Regions from separate parts of the Oryzias latipes genome. Here region 1 is linked to region 2. The links are chromatin contacts, called in public Hi-C maps. All regions are on one chromosome and are shown on one strand. The core of a region is the stretch at or near the end of the contact, and the rest is flanking DNA. Distances in the headings are between cores, read along the strand shown. Region 1 overlaps sned1 (sushi, nidogen and EGF-like domain-containing protein 1). Region 2 holds the start of LOC111947333.

Region 1 (3,071 bases), core at 110-2,609, 150 kb after region 2:
TTGTGAAGAAAAGAAACTAACTTCAAACTGTTTCAAATCAATTCTAAATGTTTCCTGTATTGTTTCAATCTGAGAACACTTCAAATGGCATTTTTAGTTCCTGATGTGAAGCCTCCCTGTGTTTTGGGGTTACATTTAGTATTTTTAACCTTAAAATACTTCAGAGGAACACGTACACGAGTCCAAGATGAGACTTCTCAAGAATCAGGACCTGAACAAACCCCATGTGGACGATGTGAAGCTGCTCGCTGAAGCGTGTTCTGGTTCCAGCACGGTCTCCAACGGTTTGGTGAATGATCAGAAATGGTTTAAATCCAAACTAACAGCTTCAATGTTGAACATTTTATATGTCTAATCTATTTCAGAATAACCAAAAAATATAGAAAGATGAGCTTTTAAAGAACATCTAAAGCAAGAATTAGATTTAAACAAACCAGACATCCTTCAAAACAGCTATCCAACAAAAACCAGAGCAGGACATGGAGCTTTGGACATAAAAGTCCAAATAAAAAAGCAACAGCTCAAGATGGTGCATCTTTAGCTGTGGAAGTGCTTTATTTCATACATGATGCAATTTTATAAAAACGTTAAATGCAGTCCATCCAGTCGGGATGAAAAGAGCCTCAGGCAGAAAAATAAAGACAGATCCATTTTCTCCTCAACTAACTAACTAACTAACTAACTAACTAACTAACTAACTAACTAACTAACTAACTAACTAACTAACTAACTAACTAACTAACTAACTAACTAACTAACTAACTAACTAACTAACTAACTAACTAACTACAACTGATTTTTTTATCCTACAGGTAAACGCATTGATCCAGTAAGAATTCAAGTGACGGCTTAAAATCATCCATACAGGAGTTTTTAAAAACTAAAAATGCAATCAGAAAACTAAAAGAAATCTTGGTTTGGTAAAAGAAGACTGAAACTAACTGACATCCGCACAAACAGTCCCTCTAGACCTCAACTGAAAAACAAATGCAAACACGTTTGGGCCCTCTAGGAAAAAAAAACACACAACATTTCAACTGTAAAAGAACAGTGCAAATTGACTTACACATTTGGCACTGCTCTCCAAAGAAACCGTCTTTACACAAACACGCGTAACTCCCTCTGTGAGCTCGACACACACCTCCGTTCAGACACGGGCTGGACTCACAGTCGTCCTGCTCTGCACACACATATTCACACGGTGGTAGAATCCGTTGTTTCCTGTGGGTCAGTGCTTAATATTTGTTACAGCAAAGGTTAACAAGAAGAACTGCACCTAGTTGACAGCTCTGGCCCCTGAAGCCTGGCCTGCAGTGACACAGATAGGAGCCTGGCTTGTCCTCACATGTCCCCCTGTTCATGCAGGGCTCTGACAGGCATTCGTTTGTGTCTGAAGGGAGGTGAAACATACGCAGGCACTAAATATAGATCTGTGGGTGTGAAGAAGTGTGTTTGTGTGTGGAGTTGACCACAGCTTTACCTAACTGGCAGCGGTTTCCGCTGAAGCCATCCTTACACGTGCAAAGAAAGGATCCGACGTTATTTTGACAGCTTCCGCCGTTGAGGCACGGCTGTGATAGGCACTCGTTGATCTCTGGTGGAGGGAGTGTGATGATCAGAAATTGCTGTTGTAACTGCAGTCTTTGTGTGTGTTTCTGTGTGTTCCAGACCTTCACAGACAGGAGTCTGGCTCCATTTTCCCAGAATGCCGCAGACGCTCGTGGCAGTCCTAGGAATAGATGTGAAGCCTGAGTGGCAGACGTACACAGCCACTGAGCCGGCTGTCATGGAGGAAAACTGGACGTCAGCATGCTTGACTTGTGGAGGCGGCCCACAGCCCTGCTCTGAAATGAACACAGGCAGACAGACTGTGCTGTCAAGGCTGCACAGAGCAAAAAGGCTGCACAGTAACACGGCTTCACAAGCAGGGGGCTTAAAAGAGCACATTGAGATCATACTCATGCTGATAGAGGTGCTTTCCATCTAGACGTCCTTCTAAAAAAACCTCAAGCATGTTGTTTATGCTTGTGGAGACGAGTCATCAGGTCTGATCGGGTCTCACTTTTTTTTTAGCTTCTGGAGCTTTCTTATGTGTGAAAACGCAGGACTTCCAGTGCAGTAAGACTGCTAAGACGATCTCAGTGTGGTGCCAACGCCCACCAGTGCTGAGGCCATGCTTACCTGATGAGCTCCTGCCTATTTCACAGTGCCTGCCGCTGAAGGCTTCCATGCATTCACACTTATATTTTCCTATGTAGTGGAAGCAGGTCCCACCGTTCAGACAGGGACTGGAGGCACAGGGGTCAGGCCTTCCTGGAAGAACCAAAGGAAGTTTGACGTTCAGAGATCTGGCTTTTATAGGAAGTCTAGGAAGGTTACAGTGAGAAGTGAGGGCAGGTCAAGTGGACGAACAAAGGTTGGTTGGTGTTGGGTGGTATTTCAATGGTCCATGTAACTCCAATTATCGATCCTAATCATTTCTTCAAATTTTGCGACCTTGAAGCAGCGTTTTGGGCTCTGTAACGTTTGTGTCAAGTTTACTGAGTGATGTAAGAAAAGCTCATTGCAGAAAGGATTCTTAGTAATTGTTGTTTATTTTGCTCCTTTTCTTCTACATCAAACATATCAACTCTAATAACATTGAATCTCCAGACATTAGAAGGAATAAATGAGCAAACAGCAACACGCCTCTGAGTGTGGTGTTACACAATAAGGTACGATAAGACTTTATTCATCCCACGATGGGGAAATTCTTTTCTTTGCAGCAGCGAAAAAGACATCCAAATGGCAAAAGTGACATTCAATCAAAATCAAAGTGACCTCCTGGCTCAACAGTGCAACACCACAAAACAACAGCGGTGGAGTACAAAGGGAAGGGAAGGACGTTTAGATGATGGAGAAATGAAAGTGTTGTCACATGTGTGCTTTGAAGCAAACAGGAGAATGACATGAAAGATTGTAGACACAGAGACATGACCTTTGTTTGGAACTCACCCACTTCACAGTGTTTTCCAGTGAATCTGTAAGGACACACACATCTGTAGCCCCCCGCCTCCTCTTTACAGGAGCCT
Region 2 (3,138 bases), core at 602-3,101:
AATATCTGGTCCACTATTCGGTTCCTGTTGTCTGTTATATCACAGAGTTTGTAACAGCCTGAAACCTTTGAATTCCCGTCCCTGCAGCTGCTCCTATCTCGTGTCACACGGGGCTGCATGAGTGAGAACGAAAGGGGAGGGGTGGGGTGTGACTTTGTGATGATTATTTATAAGTCCACTGTCTTCTGAAGATAAACACAAAACATTTTAAAAACATTTAAATACATTTTTCTGCAAAAATTACAGACGCAATGCATTGTTGTCTATATTTCCCGATCTAATGAGCGTCGAGGCACACCGGTTTTTCGCAGAGACATCTGGGAAATTTCTGCGGGGCACTCAATTTGGGAATTGTAGGTTCAGACAGCACTTCAAAATGGTAAGATGCACTATATAACGGTTAGGGTGGGATTTCGGACATAGGCTCTGTCAAAAACCAGTGTGCTCACTACGTAAATCGGTACCATAGACCACAATGCATTGCGTCAAAGCAATTTTTACCCCAAATAAAGTATATTTTAAACAAACCATCAAAGTTTTTATCTTCAGAACACAGTGGATTCATAAATACGATGGAGTTTTCAGTTTACAAAAAAAAAAAATTAAAATTACGATTTTTAATTCGTAAATTTCAGAGAAAGAAAGTCATAACTGTTAAATTACGAGATTTTAAGACGTTATGAGATTTTATCTCGTTAATTTATGAGTTTTATCTCATAAATTCACAACTTAAAATCTCGTAAATTTTTGAGTTTTTTTCTCGTAAATCTACAAGAAAAAGTCATAGTAAAAAACAAGTAAAAACACATAAGTTTTCTGTTTATCGGAGCCTAGCTTGAAGACGAAATATGTGGAGACTTTTGTGAAGCTTTATTTCCAGATAAGTTTCAAAAACAAACAAATTTTGAGCCTTTTGACGACTTAAAATCACATTTTTGTTAGTGTAGCCAGCCTTCCAGGGTTCGGTGTCGGTAAAGCGGAGTTAACTAAGGAGCTCAGAGACTCGTTTGGGTGTAGAGGACCGCTACTTTATTTTCCTTTTCAATCACAAACCCAGAAGTCCATTTGTCACCTTACGTCATGAACCTGTCATGCGCAGAACACCAATGTTTAAACGAAATGTCCCGTTTCAACATAAAACAACAAAGATGAATGAAAATAGTCTGTTAAATTAGCATAAGCATGTTGAAAATGCCAAAAAAGTGCACACAGACCTCTAAACATCCTCCGTGTCTTCAATGCATTGTAATGAAATATACACAGACAGAAATGTGAAAGTATCTGCTGTAAATCCAAGAATGACTTATCAGATGAATTATTATTTCGTGGGAACATTTTTTTTTTTTACCCATGTCAGGTCACGGGCTCCGTACAGTACCTGTTGTGTCTCAGCCGGACTATAAGGACTCCATGCCTGGATCACTACTCCTCTCTGAGTCAGTCACGCGACACGTTACTTACTACGCGACAGGACATTCGCCGACGCGGCTGGAATGATCTACGGCTAAGACTCGTCCAAATTCACAGCCGTTAACATCCAGACAACCCGCGCGACGAATGACCCGGCCAACGTCGACCGTGAAGGCCGCGGCCACTGAAAGACGCAGCCCCCGAATTCGGACACACCCTCCATTTTCATCTCAATACAGATTATATTTACATATTTTGACTAAGTGTAAGCGTGGCTCGTTGGTCTAGGGGTATGATTCTCGCTTTGGGTGCGAGAGGTCCCGGGTTCAAATCCCGGACGAGCCCAAAGGTTTTTATTGTCCACTGCCCAAAGCTTTTTATTTTCCACTAAGAAAAACATTTTTATCCAAGTGGTTGGAGTGGATATTTTTTATTTTATTTATTTATTTATTTTTTTAACTTTTTACCATTTCTAAGTTAGTCATCTCCTTCGACCAGCCCTCCACCGGCCTAACAGCAAACACAGGAACAAAGACGGAGGCTTGGCTCAGCTTCCCCAGCTGTTGTTGGGCGAGTCCTGGGCGGTGACAGACGTCTCTGTTCCGCCCCCAGCCGCGGCGGACTCTCAACAGGCGGCAGACGCGACAGTTCATTTACAGTTCTTGACTGCAGGCAGACTGAGCCACTTGGAAAAACCTGATCTGAACGAGAACTAGAAGCATTTCACTCAAGTAAGTATAACATTTGATTTATTTGAACATGACTCCTCTTCTTCTGTCAGTGGTAAACTTCTTTTTATACTGTAACTTTTTACTATTAAAAGGACATGTTATTATCCAAGAAAATAATGAGTTTTCTTATCTTGATGTGAAATGGTTGCATTCACAAGAATTAAAATATCAAAAATTCCTCTAATTCATTTTTTCTCCTTAGAGTAGAAATAAATACAGCTGTCATTCCTGGGTAAAGTTTGACCAAAGGACAATCTTTTCATGTTTCTTCCCAGCCGGGCCCGTGGGACCGTCTGGGACCTTCTGCAGCTCCTCTGTGGCTCTCAGCAGGAACATCGCCGTCGTCCATCTGGACCATGGTTCTGTGTGAGGACAGCGACTGCACCGTCTGCTTCTTCCCTTACTCCCGCATGGACAGGATCCCCCGGGTGCTTCACTGCAGACATACCTTCTGTGAACTGTGTCTGGAGGCCATGCAGCAGGTCAGGAGCAGCTACCTGGCGCTGGCCTGCCCGCTGTGCCGCAGGGTCACCTGCATTGACCGAGGCCTCAGCCTGCAGGAAGCTCTGTGGGTGGACAGCAGGCAGTGGGAGCAGATCGCAGAGGCAGGAGAGGAGGACGACACACTCAAACTGGAAGGAGAGGAGCTGGAGACCAAGCAGCGCCTCTCATTACAGATGGAATGGTGAGTTCTGCAGGGGAACAGCACGTCCAACACACAGGTCAGCTTTTTAGTGATGCTGTGCCTCCGCTCTGCTGACAGTGGATGACATCATCAAAGATAAATACTGGCGCTTTTCTTCCAAAACACCATATAGAAAAATTGATTTCCTCTTTCTAGTATTGTTGTGTGTTGACTCTGTTCATAGAAGGTGAGATCATCCAAGGTAAATACTGGTGCTTTTTTCCCCCAAAGCACCGTAAACTGACTGTGAAGAGGAAGCTGAGCTTCCTCTGCAGGCCTGGGTTTAAAATTCCAGCCATGCCAGCGCCTTTT

The links. A called contact is a pair of places that touch in the nucleus more often than the background predicts.
Region 1: a Hi-C map of embryo shows a contact between it and region 2, with 3 times the contacts expected there. The contact joins the enhancer-like site here to the promoter of LOC111947333 in region 2. A contact is called at or near these places in 4 of 5 Hi-C or Micro-C datasets (embryo and fibroblasts).

Annotation. Positions count from the first base shown.
Region 1 is chr4:2,834,157-2,837,227 of ASM223467v1, forward strand. It overlaps sned1 (sushi, nidogen and EGF-like domain-containing protein 1), which reads right to left. Exons shown (of 31, transcript XM_011473681.2): 13 at 2,995-3,071; 14 at 2,182-2,313; 15 at 1,671-1,844; 16 at 1,481-1,594; 17 at 1,277-1,390; 18 at 1,067-1,180. Among protein-coding and RNA genes, the nearest start is that of sned1, 15 kb to the right of the region's middle. Within about 2 kb of position 1,360, at least 1 of the 8 cell types and tissues checked has an H3K27ac peak or open chromatin away from gene starts, as enhancers often do. A contact at or near this core is called in embryo, where this site is marked.
Region 2 is chr4:2,687,986-2,691,123 of ASM223467v1, forward strand. LOC111947333 reads left to right here and starts at 1,852. Exons shown (of 4, transcript XM_023953944.1): 1 at 1,852-2,141; 2 at 2,417-2,826. The coding sequence starts at 2,498. It overlaps cep63 (centrosomal protein of 63 kDa), which reads right to left and starts at 1,641. Exons shown (of 15, transcript XM_020702891.2): 1 at 1,379-1,641. trnap-ugg (a tRNA gene) reads left to right here and starts at 1,684; the gene lies at 1,684-1,755.